Linked DNA regions of Mus musculus: region 1 is linked to region 2. A link is a contact called in public HiCAR-type data. All regions are on one chromosome and are shown on one strand. The core of a region is the stretch at or near the end of the contact, and the rest is flanking DNA. Distances in the headings are between cores, read along the strand shown.

The links. HiCAR-type assays count read pairs that join an accessible place to other places.
Region 1: a contact with region 2 is called in a HiCAR-type map of fibro-adipogenic progenitors, with 7 times the contacts expected there. The contact joins two enhancer-like sites. A contact is called at or near these places in 3 of 115 datasets of contacts at active chromatin or transcription factors (embryonic basal ganglia, embryonic stem cells and fibro-adipogenic progenitors) and 1 of 9 other capture datasets (embryonic stem cells).

The regions. Positions count from the first base shown.
Region 1 is chr1:73,796,348-73,802,147 of GRCm38.p6, reverse strand. All of the region lies in intron 6 of 6030407O03Rik (RIKEN cDNA 6030407O03 gene), which reads left to right. The region is part of intron 5 of Gm29183 (a long non-coding RNA gene); the gene reads left to right. Among named protein-coding and RNA genes, the nearest start is that of Gm29183, 28 kb to the left of the region's middle. Within about 2 kb of position 2,592, at least 7 of the 459 cell types and tissues checked have an H3K27ac peak or open chromatin away from gene starts, as enhancers often do. A contact at or near this core is called in fibro-adipogenic progenitors, where this site is marked.
Region 2 is chr1:72,961,609-72,966,591 of GRCm38.p6, reverse strand. No RefSeq gene overlaps it. Among named protein-coding and RNA genes, the nearest start is that of Gm31137, 21 kb to the left of the region's middle. Within about 2 kb of position 2,966, at least 109 of the 459 cell types and tissues checked have an H3K27ac peak or open chromatin away from gene starts, as enhancers often do. A contact at or near this core is called in fibro-adipogenic progenitors, where this site is marked.

The DNA of each region.
Region 1 (5,800 bases), core at 1,343-3,842, 840 kb before region 2:
GTGGGGTAATCTGTTAGAACATGATCAATCTACCAGGGGCCACATCCTTAAAAAAACTCCCTCTCTCCTAGAAACCATTAACTGTCAAAAGCTCCTCATTTAGGAGTGGGAGCTTCAGAGCCCCTATTCTATCCATGCTGGGATGCTGACTGGCTTGTTCTTATGCTGGTCTTATATAGGCAGCCAAAGCTGCTGTGATTTCATGACTGTAACAGTCCCGTCATGTCTTGAAGATACTATTTTTCAGTCTGGTGCTCCTGGCTCTCTGGCCCTAATACTCTTTCCACTTCCTCTCCCACTATGATCTCTGAGCCTTGTGGAAGGGTCTATCATATTGATGTCTTATTAATGGCCAAGCACTCCACTGACAATTATTCTCTGAAGTGAAGAGGTTTCTCCCAGGTGCACAGAGCATGTCGGAGCTCAGAGTGGAAGTCAGGTTTGTGGATTCACCCATTTGCATTTTTTAAAAATTCTATATCACAATTGTTAACATGGGTATGTATGTGTGTTTATGTGTATGTGTTGTGAGTATGTGTGTATGTGTGTGTGTGTGAGTAGGTATGTGTGTGAATAGGTATGTGTGTATATGTGTAAATATGTATGTATGAGTATGTAGGTATGTATGTGTATGTGTGTATGTATGCGTGTGTGTGTGTGTATGTTTGTGTGTGTGTGTGTGTGTGTGTGTGTGTGTGTATGTATGTGTATGTGCACATGTATGTGTGCTTCCTGGTTAAGAGAACAAGACATTACCTTGATGTGACTTCTGGTTTTTAATCTGTAGATTAAACACAAGCAAAGGTAGTGTTTTCCTCCAGTGGTGTTTCTTGGTGGGCTTCTGAAACAACAGCATGAATTGGAGCACAGGTCAGGGATAATAGAGCTTGGGTCTTTAGCATCTGCAGCAGTTTCTGAATCTGTAAAATGAGGCAGGTTGAGGGTAGGAACCTGGAATTATGTAATTGGTGTGAATTCCAAGGGCAGGGGGGAGCTTGTCCAGTGGTAGAAACAGGCAGTTTCCCAGTGACCTTCCAGAGAGGTCATTTTCTATCAGAAGTCCACAGCAGTCACCAGGTCTCACACAGGTCTCACACAGGTCTCACACAGGTCTCACACAGGTCTCACACAGGTCTCACACAGGTCTCACACAGGTCTCACACAGGTCTCACACAGGTCTCACACAGGGCAGAGTATGGATTTAGGATTTCTTAGCATCAGAGATTACAAAGGGCATGGAGTTTAGACCAAGATACCTGGGACACTTTCTGGAACCAAGACTAGTACACTAAACTTTGCTCCAGGGTAACTAGGGTGTGGAGCTGCTGCTCAAGGTCTGAGTGCTTTGGGTCAGTTTTTCTTCTTCCATCAGTGTCTCTCCATTTTGTCAGATGCTCGCTCCCCTACTTCCCTCCCTCCCTCCCTCCCTCCCTCCCTTTCCTTTCCTTTCCTTTCCTTTCCTTTCCTTTCCTTTCCTTTCCTTTCCTTTCCTTTCCTTTCCTTTCCTTTCCTTTCCTTTCCTTTCCTTTCCTTTCCTTTCCTTTCTTTCCTTTCCTTTCCTTTCCTTCCCTTCCCTTCCCTTCCCTTCCCTTCCCTTCCCTTCCCTTCCCTTCCCTTCCCTTCCCTTCCCTTCCCTTCCCTTCCCTTTCCTTTCCTTTTCTTTCTTCTTTTGCTTAAGATACTCTGAAATAATCTCAATTGAAAAGAAATTGGAAGATAATGAGCCTAGCAGGTAAGGAGTGGGGAGTCACTTTAAAACAGAATCCACCCCACCATCTGGACCATGCATGCTTCATTTCAGAGAGTACCAGAAAGATGGATACACTGGCTTTGGGACTTGGTGTGGTTCCACACATGCAAATGTACAGGTGTCATTGATTCTTAGTGTGGCACATATATGGTCTTTGAATCTAAACATAATTCTTCTTCATATGTTCCAAGGACCCCATAGGAAGTATAAGAGGGTTCTCCCTAGGGGAAAAGGCAAAAGCTGGGGCAGGAGTGTGGTGAGCCTAGCTAGTACCCCAGTGGCACAGATGAACAGCAAGGAACCGCTGAAGCCTTAGAAGGGGAGGGGAGGGTGGGCTGGTCTTCTGTTCCATTCCTTTTTTTCCATTCCCAGTTATTACTCAATAACTGGATGAAAGAGATCCCGTTGATGTCACAGATTTGGAAAATTTGAGAAAAAAATATGATAGGATTCCTTGTAAATTTCAGCTGGAGATGTGTGCAGATTATTTTGGGAGGCACCAGGGTTTCTCTAAGTAGGGAGGGGTTGCAACAGCCCCTATTGTGGTTGAGCAGTATTGGAGGGTGGGATGTTGGGATGTTTGCCCTGCCCAGCTTTCTCTTTAAGCCATGCATGGATTCTGGAATTGGAGGAGCTGGTGGACAGCAAAAAAGAATTCAGGACAGAACTTTTCACATTTAGAGATCCTTTCTTGGTGGGAAGAGACAGGAACTCAACCAAGTCCAGGCTGGAACCGCACATGTACAGCTGTGAGAGAAGAATCCGAAGTACAAATATCTTGAGCAGTTAGGAGCAAACTGGAAAAAATTAGCAATTAGAGAGCTGATTTGTTCTGTACTCCTGTGAGTCACCACTGGCTAGAACGGGTAGGGGGTGGCGGAGGATGCTGGGTGGAAGTGCGTGTAGAACGGTGGTTCTTGGAGAGGAGAAGCCAGTGCAATCTAGTGTTATTCAGGGGGTAGCAGGGGTGGGTCACTGAACTTTTTGTAGACTGGTCCGGCCAGAGCTACAAAGAAGGCAGACTTAAGAGTTTGTGACCCTGGCATGATAGGCTCTTGGAGAAAATTCAAAGGGAAGAGGGTCAGAAGCCCAGGGCAAGGTCAGCTTAGCGTCACCGTGGGACTCTTTCTGCTTGGCTAAGGGCCAGCTTTGGAGGCCCGTGGGTGGCCTGCTCAGCACCAGGAGGGAAAGCTGCAAGGCTAAGGCAAGGCAGGAAAAAGATGGATGGATGTTGTTACAGTTGGGGATAATGAAGGGAGACTCACAGGAGCTACCTTGTCTATGTGTCCCATGTCCACAAAGTGGGGGTGACCTGGGGTTGAAGAGGAAGAGCAATGATTTGGCTTTTATTGTGTCTTATGTTTTAACTCCAAAAATGATAAGAGAAAAAGGAGGAGGAGGAGGAGGAGGAGAAGGAGAAGGAGAAGAAGGAAGTTTCTGGTAGATTCAAAATTACCCTGTGCTGTGTTTTCTCATTTTCTTAGTTCAAGATATTTTGAAATTGTTTGAATAAAAATAAAATTAGAACCTGATGGGTATTCCAGGTGAGCGTTGGGGATTCAGTGTGGTTTGAGGTCACCTTCAGAGTTTAGCCAGCATCTCCGTGGGGGATGGAGGAAAGGCACACTATCTGAGTGATGTTGGATTGAAGGCCACAGCAGAAGATAGAACTTTGGAATGTGCCTGAGCAGGTCACTGAGGAAAATCTGGGGTGATCTTCTACCAGTGTCTACAGAAGCCCTTCAGGTGAAGAACAGCTGAGGAAGTGTGGGGAAGGAGAAGAGGTCTACACCATCCAAAGGAACTGAGAGAGCTGCACACTGGCATGAGTTTCTTTTGATGTCTTGATGCAAAAAAAAAAAAAAAAAAAAAAAAAAAAAAAAGAGTACCTTTTGGAGAGCCTTCCTGTTCATTTTGTCATTCTCCTAGTCGCTATGGGATTGTTAGCTTTGAGAGACTTGGAGGCCAGTAGATGCTCCAGCTGGAAGATCCTCTTCTGACCACAGCTCCGGGGATCTGTCCCATACATGCATCTCAGAATCAAAATCCCAGTGTTGAGAAGAGTCCTTGCCTTCCATCAGTCTCTGTGCCCGTGAGCAGCCAGTTTGGACTTGTGTGGGGTGCTAGAGGTCAGCTGTTCCATCTATCCAGTAAGATCTGAAGCGAATGTTAACAAAAGCCTTATTGATGCATTTGAAACACAGTTGGAGCTGGAGACTTCTGTGGCTTGGGTCTGGTTCCCTACCTTCTAGAAGTTTTGATGTTAACCAGCATTGGCCTAACATCTGCAGCATTCCAGGGCCATTATAAATAATGGCAGTAAACGCTGAGCAAATATATAAGATTTATATGTACATGGGGTCAATCTCAAAGAAAATATGCTCATGTTATTAGAATGTTCCAGCCATTCTAGACCAGGACAAAATCTGCAGGTCTTTAATTGAAACAAGCCCTCCTCTGTTAGTTGGCACAAGGCCCCCTTCCTTTCACCAGTCCCCTTGGTTTGTTCAATTTCTAATGCAGTTTCTTTCAGATCAGTTCCTATAACACACAGGCTAAGCCTCACAGTGTGTAGGAGCTTTCTGGGGGCAAAGAACTTCATATTCCATGTGGAAGGGGACTTGCAGGGCATGTCTGTATATGCCTGTGCATGTGTGTATACATGTGAGTGTGTGCATGTGCATATGTGTGTACATGTGAGTGTGTGAATGAATGCATGTGCACATGTGAGTGTGTGCATGTACATGTGTGTATATATGTGAGTGTGTGCACGAACATGTGTGTACATGTGAGTGTGTGCATGTACATGTGTGTGTACATGTGAGTGTGCATGTACATGTGTGTATACATGTGAGTGTGTGCATGTGCATGTACATCTATGCAATGTAGGATGGGCTACTGGAATTTAGTGAAGTACCCTAACTGCTAGCGTATATTATCACAAGTAGAAATTAAATGTGTGTGATTGTCTATACATAAAACCTGCAAGACAAAGCAACAGAATTAAGTAGGAAACAGGGACAAAGACTACGAGGAAGGTCTGGAGAGATGGCAGTGTTCCTTCAGGGGTCTGGTATTCAGTTCCCAACAGCTATGTCTGGTGGCTCACAATGGCTTATAATTCTAGTTCCAGGGCATCTGACACTCACCTCTGTCTTGCATGCATGCATGCACACATGTGTACCTATAGAGGCACGTGTGTGTGAGTGCACACACACACACACACACACACACATAAGTAAAAAACAATAATAACAAATCTTTCTTAAAAAAAGAAGATAGTGAGGGATCAATGGAAGATGGAAAAGAGGGTGTTCCTTTCATCTGTGGAAAGGATGAGCTGGTCCATGTGAGAGATGGGGTGGGATTCCTGTAGACTAATTCAATTTAGTCAGGTCCTTGCCCAGGTTAGCAAGTCCACCAGCAACTGCCCCCATGCTGGAGCCTTCCATGTGTTGTCCATCAGTTTGAGCCCCTGGAGGTTGTTGAAAGAGAGGGGTGTGCCCAATACTTTTGGCTGCCAGCTCACTCAGAAGAGCTAAGAAAACAAGGGCATAAGCTTGAAAAATCTTTTAGGGTTTGTTTACTCAGGCAAAAGGGAGTGGAGGCTATAGCATTAACTGAGTCTAATGAATAGAAACGGCTGACCCGGCAGTCTGTCTGCAGCTCCACTTTGCTTGGATTTACCTTCCCTCTGGAGCCCACCTGGCCTCCTACACACACACACACACACACACACAGAGTCTACACACACATACATACTATACATCACACACATATGAACAGACACACAGACACACACACAGATACCCCCCCCCCCACAGGGTCCTTTAAACTCATACTCACAAGACATACACATATACACCCTCATAACATATTCCACCAAATTCTCTTACATTCATAGCACACACACACACATCCACATGCACATATACCACATCACATACATGCACACAGAACACAATCTCCCAAACTTTATAACACTCAGAAGACAACATACACATACATAGCACGCCATATACATATACACACATACATACCCCCCCATAC
Region 2 (4,983 bases), core at 1,717-4,216:
TCCAAGCACCTGGTCCCTTCTATAATGAGCCTTGCAGGTGACAGGCCTTCAGATGCCTGAGCCCAGATTCTGAGCCTACTGTGACTCAAGTCCACACGTACGCCCACTCGCTGCCAAGGCCAGGATCCCATCTCCTGCATGGAGGAAGTACAGCCAAGTTGATGGCACACTGTTGCCTGTAGATGCACAGTAAGTGTGCACACACATACATCCGTAAAATCTTCATGTACAAGCTACTGCAAAGCCTGGATTCTCTACACATTTCAGAGACTGTCCCTGCTCACAAGGACATCTGACTCAGGGAACAGAGGGAGAGCCCCTTCAGCCATCGGTTGAGCACCTCTCTGCTCCAGAAGAACTTGGCCAATGACTAAAATGAAATTAGGTTATGTATCTTGGCATCCTAGGTTCAGCAGCTGGCACCATTGATGTCCTTATGAGGCAGATACAGATGAATCAGACAGGTCAGGTACGGTGATACATGCCCTTAAACCAAGCATTCAGCAGGCTTGAGGCCAGCCTGGTCTACACAGCAAGTCCCAGGACAGCCAGGACTCCAAAGAGAAACCCTGCCTCAAAAAAAGCAAACAAACAAACAAATCAAAAGAACCAGGCATCAGAGGCTGTTGAAACATTTGTAGGTGCAAGAGCCACTGGCCATCGATCTTCCCTCTCAGATTTCCTGGAACACACACACACACACACACACACACACACACACACACACACACAATTTATTGAGCAGAGGGAAGGGAGAGATAAGCTTGTCTTGCCCTATTAATAAAAGTTCATGCCATGGCTGGTGAGGTATCTCAGTGGTTAAGAACACTGACTAGTCTTCCAGAGGTCCTGAGTTCAATTCCCAGAAAATACGTGGTGGTTCACAACCATCTGTAATGGGATCTGATGCCCTCTTCTGGTGTGTCTGAAGACAGTCACAGTGTGCCCATATACATAAAATAAATAAATAAATCTTTAAAAAAAATAAAAATAAAAGTTCATCCCTGTGACCTCTGTACTTGCCTGGTTTCTGTATCTTCCACCGCCCTAACCTTCTCATTTCCCCCCTGCTCTGTGATTAGATCAATTAGTGCAATTTGATAGACTGGTTGTTTATTTGTTGCCCTTGGCTTATTTGTCATTATTTGCTCTTTTCCTAAGTCTTCCTCATTCTACCAAATTCACTGTGAGTTGATGAGAAAGTAAAACACAGCACCCAGGAAGGAACATGAAGGACAGTGGCTTCAGTGGGTTTGAATCCAAGCTGCCCTTAAAACTCTGCTCAGTAACTTAATTTTGAGATACAGAGTCAGAAGAGAGTGGTCCTTCTAAGACATCCATCATAGTGCAGGGTCTATCCTCTGTGCTTTTTGTCGCTTCACCAAGATGAAACAGAACAGAACACCTTCCAATCTACAGGGGTTTTTTTTTTTTCTGATTTTTAGGTACAATGCTTGCAGCAATGTATTGACCACCCACCCTGCACCCAGTATTGAGCAAGTTCTACTATGCAAGGATTACATAGGTGAAGGATGACGTAGTCTGTGGGGCCCACCACAAACTAAGAGGAACAGATTGATTTATTTTCTCATTAGCAATGGAATAATGGGAAACGCTACCTATACTCTTTTCTTGACTATCATAGATCCATATCTCTCAGAAAGCACAGTGGGAAAGAGAAATGAACCCAAAAGAAAAATAGAGTCAGAGGGGAAAGCTATGACTTGGCAAAAAGGTGCATCAGGCCAGCTGGAAGAAATTTTTGTTGTTGTTGTTGTTGTCTTTGTTTTGTTTTGCGGGGGGGGGGGGGGCTCCTGATGAAGACAACGGCACTGATAGCAAACAGTTGTCGAGCAACTGAGATGGCTCATCCAACAAAGTGCTTCCCCATTACCATGAGTATGATCCCTAGGACCCACATCAAAGGTCAAGATCAGGAAGGTGCAGTGGAGGATGAAGCAGGAGAGTCCCTGGGGCTTCCTGACCAGCCTTGCTACGTGAATCATTGAACTTCGGGTAGTTTGAGACCTTGTCTCAAAAAAGAAAGTCAATTTCTAGCTTCCACAGGTGTATACACACACACACACACACACACACACACACACACACGAGAGAGAGAGAGAGAGAAAGAGAGAGAGAGAGAGAGAGAGAGAGCATCTTCTCCCTTCTCCTGAATCCAGGTTGCTTTGTAGTTTTCTTGAGCAATAGAGTGTGCTCCAAAGCAACAATGCCTTTCCCCTTCTAGAACCCCTTTCCCTGCCACATGGACACACCCAAGTTCTCCTGTGGTAGGAGGAGTGAGCATATGTGAGGTTGAATAAGTAAATGGAGCCAGGTTTTCATCATCTAGCCAAGCGATCCATCAGTCTGTCCATAAACACATAAGCCTACCCAGCTGAGATCAGAGATGTCCTCTTCAACCCCGCCATCCTTGATATTGTTCTTTAGACTACTGGGCAATGACAAATTAATACTGTCACCCATCTCCAACCATGGAGATGGTTCCTCATGTAGAACCTAATCTATGCAATAAACACTCAAATGCCAAGAGAGCTGCTAATGTTGGGCCACTCCATGTCACTCAAGATATACTTCATGACATAGTCTCAATCATCGCTAACAGAGTAGAACTGCATAGAGCGGCATGCAATGGACCTCAGACATTGACAAAAGGTGAAGCAAATAAGAAGTACACCATGCGTGTACTAATGTCACTCCCTGGCTCTCCTCCACCTCCCCAAGACATGTGCTTGGGAAAAGGGTTACCTGATCACCACTGCCTTTGTCCACCAGTTCCCTCAGGGATGGATTAATCCCTGCTCAGTTTCTTCCCCGCCTCTCCCCACCCCCATCCTGTCCCCAGTCTGGCTGCGCAGATGATGTAAGCAGTAGCCAATCTTGCAGCCAGCACAGTCAGCGGCTGGCTCACTTCCGTGTCCATTAAGGGAAGGCAGACACTTTAGAGAAAGAGCTGGAAAATATTACCACCCACTCCACTCAACCCTCCCTCCCCCAGCCCTTGCCCGCTCTATACTCCCAGGCTTCAAACACACAAACCCCACGAGACCAAGGCTGGGAAGTCCTGAAGGCTAAGAAAAAAGAAACTGGAATCAGAGCCCCATGGCCCCATGGGCCGAGCCATGAGACTGCTCTAGGCATGAGAACAGGTCTTGTGAGAGAAACCCAGAGCATCTGCAGAGCCCTCCTGTACCTTTTCCTTTTCCCCACGCTCTGCTGCAGCAGCAGCTGGCCAGCTGGTACCGATGAAGGGGACATCAGCATTCAATGTTGGGGAAGGGGGGCTGCACAGTGCATCCCCATCACTGAGAGGGCAGGAGGTGAATGCCTGTAACCCAGTACACTCAAGAGGTGAGAGCAGGAAGATTACAAATTCAAGGTCAGCCTGGAGTATGCAGAGAAACCTTGCTTTAAAAAAAATCATTTAAAAAATAACTTTCTCTTTAGAAAAGAAATGGGATTTGTTGTGACATGTTTAGACATATACATCACTACATTTTCTTACCCATTTCTCCTTTTCTCTCTCATCGCCTGCTTTGCTGCTACCCCCCCCCCCCCACACACACACACACACTTCTGTTTCATGACACATAAAATCTATTACCCTCCCATGTTCCTCTTCTCTTCCCTGTAGACCCCTTTCCTCTTGGATTTCCCTTCCGGCTTTTATTTCATTCATATATATGCATATTTATTTATTTGTGTGTGTGTTTTGTTTTGTTTTTGTTTCTGTTTGTTTCTTCATCCGTTATTTGAAATTGTCAGATCCCCTTGTAAGACACAGAACAGACTCAAGCTTTACAGGGACAAGTGTGGGCAGATGGAACCTGGTTCTTTTGCTGAGTTCAAGATTTTCAAAACCTTCTTTTAAGTCTCTATAATGTCTCCCAACTTTTAACCCAGACATAGTGAGCCTGTGGGGCTTCAGGGAGGTGGAACAATCTTTAGGAGATGAGCTTTGGGGAAAGGAGTAGAGGCACTGAACGCCCTTTAAGGCGATCTTGGTATGCCAGCCCCTCCCTCTCTGCCTCTCTTTGAGTTTTGAACCCCTTGGGGTGCTAATGGCTCTGAGCACAAAACTAATGGTGCCAAATAGCTCACAAACTAAACTCTCTGAAACTGTGTGCCAAAATAAACCTTTCTTCCTTTTAAGATGATTGTTCTTGTGTATTTTGTCACAGTCGTGGAAAACATTCCAACTCAGTGTTCAAAGGTTGAGCCTTGTATACTCATGCATACAACTTTCTAGAAAAGAAAAAGAAAAAAACTAATATACGGGTGACCTTAAAAATGAAGGTTCTTGTATCAAAAGATGGCCTAGTCGGCCATCACTGGAAAGAGAGGCCCATTGGACACGCAAACTTTATATGCCCCAGTACAGGGGAACACCAGGGCCAAAAAATGGGAATGGGTGGGTAGGGAAGTGGGGGTGGGGGTAGGGTATGGGGAACTGTTGGGATAGCATTGGAAATGTAACTGAGGAAAATACGTAATAAAAAATATTTTAAAAAAAACAAAAAAAATCAACAATAATTAAAAAAAAAGAAGAAGAAGGTTCTTGATCTACAGGGAATGTAGGAGGGAGGGCACTCTGGGAAAGGCTGTTTTTAGGCAGTCCCAGCCTGAAGACAATTTTTGAACAAGGAATGGAAGATAGTAGCCTGGAAGGAAAACAGATTACCCTATCCCTGTGTGTCTCAGCTCACAGTCAAGATGAGAGGAAGGCTGTTCAAAAAGGGAACACTTAGATGGGAGTCTCTTATTCTGCCTGCCTGGGATACCTCCACCCCCTTCTAGAAATGCACGCTCCATTTTTCCAGAGACAACTTCCTCCCACCCAATGCCAGTTGTATTCTCCTAAAAGCTACCAGCTCTTACATTTTGTTTCCCAGACTACAAGGTAAGCACAAGAGCCAAGGCAGGCCAATGCTTCCTTGAGACTTCCTGAGTTCAACCCCAAGAGAA